Regions from separate parts of the Mus musculus genome. Here region 2 is linked to region 1. A link is a contact called in public promoter capture Hi-C data. All regions are on one chromosome and are shown on one strand. The core of a region is the stretch at or near the end of the contact, and the rest is flanking DNA. Distances in the headings are between cores, read along the strand shown.

Evidence for each region. Promoter capture Hi-C pulls out the DNA fragments that hold promoters and counts their contacts.
Region 2: a promoter capture Hi-C map of liver shows a contact between it and region 1. The contact joins the promoter of Rom1 here to the promoter of Lrrn4cl in region 1. A contact is called at or near these places in 21 of 39 promoter capture datasets (the 3T3-L1 cell line, 3T3-L1-derived adipocytes, the C10 cell line and 14 more), 1 of 15 datasets of contacts at CTCF or cohesin (the NIH/3T3 cell line), 21 of 484 Hi-C or Micro-C datasets (the AML12 cell line, B cells, the G1E-ER4 cell line and 14 more), 11 of 115 datasets of contacts at active chromatin or transcription factors (the SCID.adh cell line, bone marrow-derived dendritic cells, bone marrow-derived macrophages and 6 more) and 4 of 9 other capture datasets (adipose tissue, liver, macrophages and 1 more).

Annotation. Positions count from the first base shown.
Region 1 is chr19:8,848,421-8,854,376 of GRCm38.p6, reverse strand. Lrrn4cl (LRRN4 C-terminal like) reads right to left here and starts at 3,609. Exons shown (of 2, transcript NM_001013019.3): 1 at 3,265-3,609; 2 at 468-2,722. The coding sequence starts at 2,717. The coding sequence ends at 1,998. It overlaps Bscl2 (Berardinelli-Seip congenital lipodystrophy 2 (seipin)), which reads right to left. Exons shown (of 12, transcript NM_001136064.3): 12 at 5,694-5,913. The coding sequence ends at 5,792.
Region 2 is chr19:8,926,711-8,932,666 of GRCm38.p6, reverse strand. Rom1 (rod outer segment membrane protein 1) reads left to right here and starts at 3,311. Exons shown (of 3, transcript NM_009073.4): 1 at 3,311-4,083; 2 at 4,443-4,689; 3 at 4,780-5,285. The coding sequence starts at 3,494. The coding sequence ends at 4,998. It overlaps Eml3 (echinoderm microtubule associated protein like 3), which reads right to left and starts at 2,973. Exons shown (of 22, transcript NM_144872.1): 1 at 2,715-2,973; 2 at 1,697-1,868; 3 at 1,363-1,623; 4 at 1,164-1,277. The coding sequence starts at 2,736. B3gat3 (beta-1,3-glucuronyltransferase 3 (glucuronosyltransferase I)) reads right to left here. Exons shown (of 5, transcript NM_024256.2): 5 at 5,431-5,931. The coding sequence ends at 5,833.

The DNA of each region.
Region 1 (5,956 bases), core at 2,360-4,859:
TTAAACAATGATACTTTCAATGAGAATAATAGACAAAGAAAACCTGAGCAAGTAACCGATTCTGTGACAAGGCCTCACTGGGTAGGTAGTCAGTCCTACTTGGCCTGGAACTCTGCAGCCCAGGTTTTTCACCAATTCACAGAGATCCTCCTGCCTCTGCCTCCAAAGTGCTGAGATTAAAGTCTGTGTACCATTACATCTGACTTCAGGGGTGGCTTTAATTTTTTTCCTAGGTTCCCTTATTCACTTATTGAGAACTTGGGTAATAATAGCTTTGTTTCCAAACAACCAAACACCAAAACAGCCCAGGGTGGTGGCACACACCTTTAATCTCAGCACTCAGGAAGCAGAGGCAGGCTCTGTGAGTTTTAAGCCAACTGGTTCTACATAGGGAGTTTGGGACTATAAAGGGCTATACAGTGAATCTCTGTCTCAAACAAACACAACACAAAAGTCTGTATATTACTTTGAAAAATAGTCATACCTTTAATCTTGGCCAAAAGTCTAAGTCATAATGAAAAAAATCTATATGGAATTAAACAAGATCATGAAACTGAAAATGTAATGATTTTAGATTCCCTTTAATGTTAATACAGTGGAAAAACAATTACACAAAGTTGTGGGGAGTCATTGGTATAAACTGTTAGTTACAAATAAAACCACTGCTGGGCGGTGGTGGCGCATGCCTTTAATCCCAGCACTTGGGAGGCAGAGGCAGGCGGATTTCTGAGTTCGAGGCCAGCCTGGTCTACAAAGTGAGTTCCAGGACAGCCAGAGCTACACAGAGAAACCCTGTCTTGAAAAAACAAACAAACAAAAACCCCCAAAACAAACAAGACCACTAACTTATGTAGCCAGAAGCTTGGGCCCTGTCTCCTCCAGCCCATGCTGATTTTTAATCCCCAGCTTCCATAGCCCCAGGTGGAGTCTGAGCAGGATCATCCTTAGGAAGGAAACAACAAGTAGCAGAAAGACAGAGCTCCAGTCTCCACATCTACCCTGCTTATTCTCAAAATATGCGTGGAAGCCACCCACAGTCGCAGAGTCCTTTTCAGAATAACAGGTGTTGGCAAAACTCAGCTTATTCTCAAAATATGCAGGGAAGCCACCGACAGTCACAAAGTCCCTTTGAGAATGATAGGTGTTGGCAAATCAGCCAACAGGCCAAATGTAGTCTGCTGCTTGCTGTGAGAGACCTATGAGCTATGAACAGTTTACATTTTTAAACAGCTACACTTCAAATTAATTTTTATTTTATGTGTATGAGTGTTTTGTCTCTCTCTGTGTGTGTGTGTGTGTGTGTGTGTGTGTGTATGTATGTATGTATGTATGTATGTGTGCGTATGTATGTGCCTGATGCTGGCAGAGGTCAGAATTAGACACTGGATCTCCTGGAAATGGAATTACAGATGGTTGTGAGCTGCCATGTGGATGCTAGGAATAAAATTCTGTCCTCTGGAAAAATAGCCAGTATTCTTAACTGCTGAACAATCTCTCTATCCCGCCCCACCTTTTGTTTGTTTTGCTTCTGTTTTACTCTTTTTGAGACAGGGTCTCACTATATTATCTGGGTTGGCCTGGAATCTTTCTATGTAGATCAGGCTGCTTTGGAAACTCAGATCCGCCTGCCTCTGCTTCCAGGGTGCTGGAGACTAAAATTGTAAACCACCATGCCAGGCCTTTAAATAGCTCCATTTTAACTGGCTATATATAAGTTCATGTATAATGTCTGTAATTTTACCCCTTCAAACCCATAAAGCTTAAATCATTTTCATCAGACCTCCAAGGAATAATTGCTACTTTTTCTAACCCCCAACAGGGAAGGAACATAGTGACCAGTTAGGGACTAACCAAGCCCTCAGTGCTGAGGCTAATTGCCTGGGCTTCCGCTCTGGCTTGGCTGTGCCTCTGGTTGCCAGGTGGCAACAAGCCCCACACTCCTCCTGGGAGTGGGTTGGGCTCTCCAGATGAGTTGTTTGTAGTCGAGGGGACTCCTGTCAGAGAGCTTCTGACGCTTGGGCCATACCTTGACGTCGGGGGCAACCCCATCGCTCACGAAGGCAGAAATGCCAAACCAGGGCTGCACAGCTCAGCAGAGCTAAGGCTGTGCCCACTCCCACGGCTGCATAGACCAGGGTAACAGGCTTAGGCGGCATGATAAACTTGCGACAGGGCCCAAAGGAAGGGCCAGTCCAGTTCTCAGGACCCTCGACTTCTGCCCCAGGAACATTGCTCTCACCTGCGTCATTAGCAGCCACCACGCAAAGGACATAAGCAACCCCAGGCTTTAGTCCCTTCAGCTCTGCTCTTCGAACTGTAGCATTGAGAGGGGCACTCTTCTGTGGAGCCCCGTTGCTTTCCCAAAGCAGAAGCCAGTAGTGGCTGACTGGAGAGAAGGGAGCACACCAGTGAACCACTGCGTAGCCTTCTTCAGCCATTATTTGCACTTCTCCCAGGCGAGGAGGCTCTGGCTGTTGATCTTCCCTGGAGAGCCCTGGGCACAGGCAGGCTACTGGCCCAACCTTCTGCAGCTCCTGGCAGGACACCTGCAGGTGGCGGCAACGGTCATAGTCGCAACGGACAGCTAAGGAAGGTGTAGCTACTGTCACATCATCCTCTTCCCCTTCCTGGTAGTCTTCCAGGGTCAAGATCTGAGGTTGGGAAACCAAGGAGGTGGTCATGGCTGCCAGCCACAGAAGGGAAAGAGAGCCCAACATGGAGTCTGGAAGAGAAAGAGTGAATGGGTAAATGCTGTCAGCCCTGTCTTCCAGGGCTATGTGAAGTATGTGAAAAGTACACTATGTGAAAAGTACAACATAGAATCAAGACCGAAAGAGGTGGGCTGAGACATACAGTCATTGTCAACTGGCTTTTCAGAAGCCAGTGTTCTGGATTTTTGGCTGGTCTAAGGCTGCCCTTCAACTCTGTCTACACCTCCAAATCATTAGAATTATTAACATCACAAATGACTGCTTTGTTTGGGATAAAAATAATGAAATACGGCCCCACAGGAGAGAGAGATGTTTGGGAAGCACCGTGCAAAGTGCTAGAAGCAGGCATCTAATGGATAAACAAAAGTGCTGGGGAAAGAGGTAGAGGAAAGGATTTATTCAGTTTGGGGAAGAAAGGTGGACTGAGTCCACAGCCATCCTGAGAAATAACCAATCTAGAGCAATGCTTAGTAAGATTTACAAAAATCCAGAGAGAAGGCAGGAGATGAAGGAAGAAAGGGCGGCGGTGGGCACTGGAGTCCTCCCTCCCTACCTGCATTTGTACAAATCCCGCTCAGGCAATTCAGACTTCTCTCTGTGCACCCTCTTCCCGGGACCCACAGTAGCCCCTCACCAGTGGGTAGGCCTCGTCACAGTGAGGGTTTGCCCCCAGATATCCGTGGCTATCAGGCGGAGAGGCCACTGTCAGGTTGTATCTTCAATTCTATTTTGGTTGAGAACTTTTATACTCCTCAACTCTGATGTCATCACCTAGCCCCTGTGTGCCAAGAAGAGGGCTGGTTCCCTCAGAGGGACTGAGTCACGGGGCCAGGGAGAGGGGAAGCCACATGCAGCGGTTTCAGCTGGAGGCCAGGATGCCTGGGTTCTGACAGAGGAATGAAATGTGGAAAGCAGCCAGGAACTGAGAATCCAAAGGCTGCAGTCATGTGAAAGGATGGGGAGAGGAGTATTATCGGAGGAGGGAGGGAGGGAGGGCACCTGGCTGGTATCAGACAGGAAAACATCTGTGGATGGCTTGGGGCCTAAATTACAAAAAGCTGTTTTGGTAAAAATCCTTCCGCGTTCATGGCAGTCATTTCCTGTCTTCTGCCTCCCAATGGACAGAAAAGGGAGGGGTGTAAAGTCCAGAGTGATGCTCTCCGGGCACGCCCTCCTCTGACCCCCTCCCCTGAGGGAGATGAGAATCACATGCTAGAGCAGGATGCCTCTTACTGGCCAGGACAGGGTTTCTTCCCCAGGTTATGGACGGAAAGAGCTACATTGAGTGTGGTGGTGCATGCCTGAATTTCTTAGCACTAGGGAGGCTGAGGACGATCACTAGGAAACAGCCTGCGTAACATAGTGAGACCCTACCTCAGAAAATAAGCCAAAGCCATAACGCTTGTAATTCAGTACTTGGGATCTGTGGCAGAAGAGTTGCTAAAGGTTTGAGGCCAGCCTCTAAGAATGTTTAAAACTTAATAATAAAAAAGGAAGAAAACAGCCTGGCGTGATGGCTCATGCCTTTAATCCCAGTACTCGGGAGGCAGAGGCAGGCGGATTTCTGAGTTCGAGGCCAGCCTGGTCTACAAAGTGAGTTTCAGGACAGCCAAGGCTACACAGAGAAACCCTATCTTCAAAACAAAACAAAACAAAACAAAAGCAGTACAGGGCTAGAGAGATGGCTTAGTAGTTAAGAGTATTGGCCAGGGGGCTGGTGAGATGGCTCAGTGGGTAAGAGCACCCGACTGCTCTTCCGAAGGTCCAGAGTTCGAATCCCAGCAACCACATGGTGGCTCACAGCCATCCGTAACAAGATCTGACTCCCTCTTCTGGTGTGTCTGAAGACAGCTACAGTGTACTTACATATAATAATAAAATTTAAAAAAAATGGCCCCGTGGGCTTATATATTTAAAAAAAAAAAAAAAAAGAGTATTGGCCAGTCTTCCAATTTCAAATCTTAGCACTAGATGGTGGCTGTGTGGGCTGGTCTTATGTCAAGTTGACACACAAACTAGTCATCTAAAAGGGAGAAATCTTGAGACAAGCTCCACAACATCTGGCTGTAAGGTATTTTCTTAACTAGAGATTGGTGGTGGAGGGCCCAGCCCATCATGGATGGGGGCATCCCTGGGCTGGTCATCTTTGGTTCTATAAGAAAGCAGGCTGAGCAAGCTAAGTGGAACAGCACCCCTCCATGGGCTCTGCATCAGCTCCTGCCCCCAGGTTGCTGACCTAATTTCCTTTGATGAACAGCAATATGGAAGTGTAAGCCAAATAAACCCTTTTCTCCCCAACTTGCTTTTTGGTTGTGGTGTTTTATCACAGCAATAGAACCCTAAGACAGTGGCTTATTCACAGCCATGTATCTGCAGTTCTGGGAGATTAAATGCCCCCTTCCAGCCTCCAGTGGTACCCAAACTCACATGCACAGAATAAAAAATAAAACACTTAAAATGGGAACACACTGGGGGGCTAAAGAGATGTCTGAGTAGTTAAGAGTGCTTGCTGGCTGTTCTCAGAGAGTACAGTTCAGATCCCAGCACTCATGTGGGGAGGCTCACAGACACCTGTAACTCCAGCTCCAGGGGATCTGACATCCTCTTCTACCTCTCTCTTAGCAACCCACATGTCCATACATCCAGAGAAGCAGCACACATACACAGATATAAAAACAAATAATAAAAAACTGATACCCAGGGCTGGAATGATGGCCCAGTGGTTAAGAGAGTTTCCTGGTCTTACAGCAGATATAGGTTTGGTTCCCAGCTTCGATATGGTAGCTCATAACTCTCTATAACTCCAGCCTCTGGGGATCTACCCTCTTCTGACCTTACGGGCATTTGCACACATGTGGTGCATATGTTTATGTAGGTTCATACAGAGATACATAAAACAAAATCTTCCATGACCCAAGTTTGACTCTGCGGAACCCACATGGTGGTGGATGGAGAGAACTGACTCTAAAATATGTCCTCGGATGTCCACACAAGCAGCTGCCACAAAATAGTTTATTAAGGGAGCAAGGGAAAAGGTGTATGATGGGAAAGCGCTGGAATGTGAGGAATTCACCCTTTGTTCAGGAACTGGAGCAGGTCGGGCGTTGCCTGAGGCTACCCAGAGTCTCAGGGGCAAGGGCAGATGCTGAGGCAGAGGTAGGTGGGTTGGCCTCTGTCAGCAAAGCTGCATCTTCCCAGGAGCCTGAAGCAGAGCCAGAAAAGGGCCAAACAAAATGTGAGTGAGA
Region 2 (5,956 bases), core at 2,062-4,561, 79 kb before region 1:
TTATTTCCATATTTGTAAAATGAGGTCAGAATATATACCAACCTGCCTTTCAGGAATCTGGAAGGTAGGCAAAATCTCCCAAAAGGAAAGTGACAATTGAATTCCAGAGGTCACTATCACTGGATGATAAGCTAACAATAGCTCTTCAGAGAACATAGTAGAAGGTGAGAAAGGACAAGGCTGGAGTAGACCTTCAGGTCCACTAAGACAGTGACCCCACACCAGCAGGCTTCCTGGCACTAGGATGCTACAGGAGTAGGCAGAGCAGGACTCTGTAGGGAATGGGGATTGGCTGAAACTCTGAGGATAGCCACTGGGAAAGATCACCAGAGCTGCTAGGTATCTTCCCAACACTCTGGAGGCCAAGAAAGGACTATCATACCTGAGACCCTGTCCTTTTTTTTTTTTTTAATATCTTTTATTAGGTATTTTCCTCATTTACATTTCCAATGCTATCCCAAAAGTCCCCCATACCCTCCCCCGCCCTCCCCTACCCACCCACTCCCACTTTTTGGCCCTGGCGTTCCCCTGTACTGGGGCATATAAAGTTAGCAAGTCCAATGGGCCTCTCTTTCCAGTGATGGCCGACTAGGCCATCTTTTGATACATATGCAGCTAGAGTCAAGAGCTCCGGGGTACTGGTTAGTTCATAATGTTGTTCCAACTATAGGGTTGCAGATCCCTTTAGCTCCTTGGGTACTTACTCTAGCTCCTCCATTGGGGGCCCTGTGATCCATCCAATAGCTGACTGTGATGAGACCCTGTCTTAACTAACTAAATAAACTGTCATCAGAGCTTTTAGCTCCTAGAATTTTGGAAGGTATGTTGTGGTATGAAAATGTCAGCAGAACCAGAATCAGGAAAAATCGGGTCCAGAGCTTGACTCTGTGACCTGAGGCAACTGACTGCCCTCTCTGAGCCTGCTTCACCTGTGCAACAGAAAACATGAGAGACCACCTAGTCACCAAAGATGTTACAGGGCCTGAATGACATGGAGGAGAGCTGCAGCACAGGGCCCCAAACATTGCAGGAGTCCCAAGGAATGCTTTGTTTCTTTCTTCCTGTTGGGTAATGAGGTCACCTACCCCACCCAGGAATGGAGAAAGTCAAGAAGCTAAGCCTGGGATACAGCAAGTTAAAGGAGGAAGGTGAGGCTTACCCACCTCTCTGTGCTCCCTGACCGCAATAGCAGGTTAGCTGAGGAAGCTGCCTTCCTGGAGAGTTTCTGCCTGGGCCGCTCTGAGGGGGAGGAGGAGGAGGAAGAATTTCTTCGGGGCCTGGTGGGACAGAATGAAAAAGTGAAAAATCAAGCCTGTTTCTCAGATTTCCCATCCATCCTAGCTACCACCACAGGATACCTACGTGTCAGAACGCTGAAGAGGCTGCACCGGCCTGAGGATTCCTGGGGGGCCAGGGGAGCCTGCCCCACTGCTGCTGCTGCACCCTCCTTCAGACTGGGTCCCACTAGGTTCTTCACTGCCCCCCTGAAGAGCTGGAGGACCATTGCTCAGGCCAGGGGGTCCAGAGGATGGAACAATCTCCAATTCTTCTTCCGTTTGGGTGCCTCTGGTCACCAAGGAAGGGCTGCATGTAGGTGGCAGTCCTGGAGGGACTGTGATGCTGCTGAGGAGACAGCAAATTAACCTGATGCCCCAAAGTTCCCAGGAAGGCAGAATGAGTGTGCTAGCATATATACCTGTTCCTTGTCGGGGCTGATATGCCAGAGCCCTGCAGGGTTGTGGTGGAGCCATGCAGCCGCAGCAGGCGAAGGGCTTCTGCTAAAGCCGCTTTTACCAGTTCCATCTCTTCTTCCTGCACCCGAAGTCGCTGGCTCAGGGTCTGCAGGGTCTCATGAGCAGGGCCCTCACCTGGGAAAGGGGCAAGAAGCACTCAGAAAAGTGCCACTACCTGGAGGGCAGAGCTGGTTTTGTCCTCCCACCCAATGTTACAATGCAACCATTCAATAGAGCTAACCCTTTCGAGTAGTCTAAAACTCGAAAGCTCATCCAGCGGCGAGGAGGTGGACAGAGATGGTAGGGGGCCAAAGTGCCTCCTCCTAGCAGGACAGGCAATGAGCCTGGCAAAACTCTTCCTGCTGCTGTCTCAGCCTCCACAGAGACAAAGTATTATGGAATACCAGGGGGGGGGGAAACATGGAATACTGCCGAGGTACGTGGGAGCCAGAGAGAGACACAGGAGCAATACTGGTGTGGAACCGCACGCAGCCCTCTCACCCCACCAGCAAGCGCAAGTCTCTACAAATGCAAACACAGCCAACAAGCTAGAGACACAGGAAAGTGAACTGGACAGTAAAGTCAGACTGAGAGGCCGGGGTGTAAGGCACACAATCCGGTGACTGTACAGCATATCAGTGGAGAGCTGTTACAGTGTACATCCCAAGGTAAGGGTAGAAGTCCGAAATAAGAAGACCCGGAATTCCCGGGGAAGAGGCCCAGTGTGACACAGTGGTCAGGGAAACTCAGAGGGGCACAGGGAACCAAGGAGTAGAATGGCATTAAGGAAGTCCAAAATGACTGTAGCGGGTTCCTAGGAACTAGAATTGGACGACCTGAAGAACTGAGGAGGATGCTCAGAGCCCCCGAGGCGCAGGAGCACGCGAGCACGCCACTAGACAGCGGTCCAGCACTAGCAGTGCCCGTCCGGCTGGCGCTCAGGGAATCCAGGCCACGCCGGCCGCCCCGCCCCGTACTCACCGGGCCCCGCAGCCCCGTCCATCCGGCCCCCGCGTTGCTCCGAGCAGCGTCGTCGGAGGCGTCTAAGCCGCGGGGGCCATGGCTAGGGAGAGGGGAAGGAAGCACTCGAGCGCGCGCGGAGGGGAGCCGTGCCACCCCTCGGGGGCGCTGACGAGCGTGGGGGTCAGGAGTTAGAGGGGGGCGCTGTGGAACCGGTTCTTTTACTCTCTCGGGGTTAGGCTCCCGGGGTGCGGTGACGGGCCGTCCGGAGCCCCTGCGCTGCAGCACAAACAGGCGCGGGACACGGAGTCGCCAGCAAGCGCGGGAGGGAGGCGGGCCGGAGGGGGGGGGCGGGCCGCCAGGTAACCCTTCCCTGTCCGGGACCCGAGGCTCAGGCCGGAGGCGGGGACACACGGCTGACCCTTCACCCCGCCAGGCTCTTGCCCGGCTTCCGGCCCGCAGGCTCCCAGAGGACCTGGGAGGGGACGTAGAGCTTGAGATCTGGGTCTCTTAAGCCTGAAGCCCAGCGTACCAAACTCACTTCCGCGAAAGGGCAGGGCGGGGTCACGAAATGGGCCTTAAGCCCGGGGGCGGGGCCTTTCCTAAAGGGCAAGGCTAAGAAGCATCCTGAATCGGAGCCTGCAGAGGGTTATTAAGGCTAGAGTGGAAGGATGTCCAGGGTATTGGGGTCAGGGTGGCATTAGCCCTGTTGAAGCCAGGCTGGGCTGACTCAGCATCCTGCCTGCCCTAGCCAACCCCAAGCCCCGACGGCTTCTCACTCCCTTGGGCAGAGATGGGAGATGGCGCCGGTGCTGCCCGTGGTGCTGCCCCTCCAACCCCGTATCCGTTTGGCACAGGGCATCTGGCTCCTCTCCTGGCTGCTGGCATTGGTCGGTGGCCTCACCCTCCTTTGTAGCGGGCACCTTCTGGTACAGCTGGGGCACCTTGGCACCTTCCTGGCACCCTCTTGTTCATTCCCTGCTCTGCCCCAGACTGCCCTGGCAGCGGGAACGGTGGCTCTAGGCACAGGGCTAGGAGGCGCAGGAGCCAGCCGGGCAAGTCTGGATGCAGCTCAATACCCCCCCTGGAGAGGGGTCTTGACTCCACTGCTAGCGGTTGGCACAGCTGCAGGTGGGGGGCTGCTGACCCTTGCCCTGGGGCTAGCCCTGGCTTTGCCAGTAAGTCTCAACCAGGGACTGGAGGAGGGCCTGGAGGCTGCCTTGGCTCACTACAAGGACACAGAGGTGCCTGGACGCTGTCAGGCCAAACGTCTGATGGATGAGTTGCAGTTGAGGTACCATTGCTGCGGGCGCCATGGCTACAAGGATTGGTTTGGTGTTCAGTGGGTCAGCAACCGTTACTTGGACCCCAGTGACCAAGATGTAGTTGAGTAAGTGACTGATTTGCTTCTTTTGTCTTCCTCTTCCTCCTTAGCCTTGAGATTCTTACCTGGACGTGCGATAAATAGAGCACGGTGGCTGAGAGGCTGGGTTATAATTCTATTTATCAGCCCAGGGCATGTTGCTAAACCGCTGTGGGCCCATTCCTCATCTGTAAAATGGAGATAACTATGCCCGTCTTTATCTTCCAGACAGACTCCTATCTTACAGAGTTGTGGAGATAAATGAATTATGCAAGCTTGAATAGTGAAGAACTCAGTAAATGTTGTATAATCATTGTTCTCAACTGCCCCTGCTCTCAGATGCTCCTCTCTGCCGCCTCATGACTATCTTGTCTATGCCTTTGCAGCCGGATCCAGAGCAATGTGGAAGGCTTATATCTGATTGATGGCGTCCCCTTCTCCTGTTGTAATCCCCACTCACCCCGGCCTTGCCTGCAAAGCCAACTCTCGGACCCCTATGCCCATCCACTCTTCGATCCTCGGCAGCCCAACCTAAACCTCTGGGCCCAAGGGTGCCATGAAGTGCTGCTGGAACACCTGCAGGGTTTATCAGGCACACTGGGAAGTATTCTGGCTGTCACCTTATTGCTGCAGGTTAGTCAGCTAAGGGCCCTGACTCCTACTTTCAGCTCTGTGACCCCAAACCCACTGACAATCACCCTTTGCACTTGCTTCCCCCCACAGATTCTAGTGCTCCTTGGTTTGCGGTATTTGCAGACAGCGCTGGAGGGCCTTGGAGGAGTCATTGATGGGGAAGGAGAGGCCCAGGGCTATCTTTTTCCTGGTGGGCTGAAAGACATACTGAAAACTGCATGGCTACAGGGAGGGCTTGCCCACAAGCCAGCACCTGAGGAGGCCCCACCAGATGAAGAACCTCCCAAGGAAGTTCTAGCTGAGGCCTAGAAACCTGAAGAGGTGGGGGTGGGAAGGGGAAAGATGGACAAATGTGGAAAACTTACAATTCGTTACTCAGACTCAGGGAAGGAAAGGTCCCTGGGGTTATAGGAGTTAAGAGCAAGCGGAGCTGGGCTGGAATGAGAAGTCCAGGTGTCCTGGAACCCAGCTGTCTCGTTGGAAACCACCAAGGTTGAGAACAGATGAGGGCGACAGGGAAGTGACAACCAAAGGACTAGAGAATGTTTCTAGCATCCAGATTCTACAATAAAGTTTGTGGACAGAAATCACTGTTCTCCCGCTCTCTTCCTCTCTCTGTCTCTGTCTCTCTCTCTTGGCTGGGAGCCTGAAAGACTCTGCAGAGGAGGAACCCAGCCTATGTAAGAACATGTACCTGATCTCTTGGGTAGGTCTGCCAAATGAAGGAAACCATGAAGCCCCTCCGGGTTGAGATTCTTTATTCTAGAGGTAGGAAGGGGATCGCATGCTCAGGTGGGGAGGGTCCAGCCCAGCTCCTCTAGCCCCCCACTGCATGCTTGTCCCCAATAAGTTACCCTTTTCCCACAGCTACCCTCCTTTCTGAGTCCATCTGTCCTGCTCCGCCCCAGATGGGGCTGATCTGGCTCACTAGAGAAGCTGCTTGTCCCCAACATGTGGGCAGTGCCACATGGCAGGCTGGGGGAAGGGAGGGAAGCAACTGGGACACACCCTGTGGTTGGAGGGGCTGCCTCTGGTTCTCAGGGGTCAGGTCTTTAAAAAAAAAACCACATCCTGGGCTGGCCTGGAGCCCAGTCCCACAAGGTATGTGCCTAAAATAAGGTAGAAGTCAGGGTGAGGTTGCCATCACACCTCAATGGCTGGGTCTGAGCCCTGGCCCTGCCGTTGTAGCTGCTCCTCCTGCTTCATCTTAGGTTTCTCTGTCCGGGTGTGCCATACCAGTACCTGTGAAGGAGAGTTTAGGGTCAGG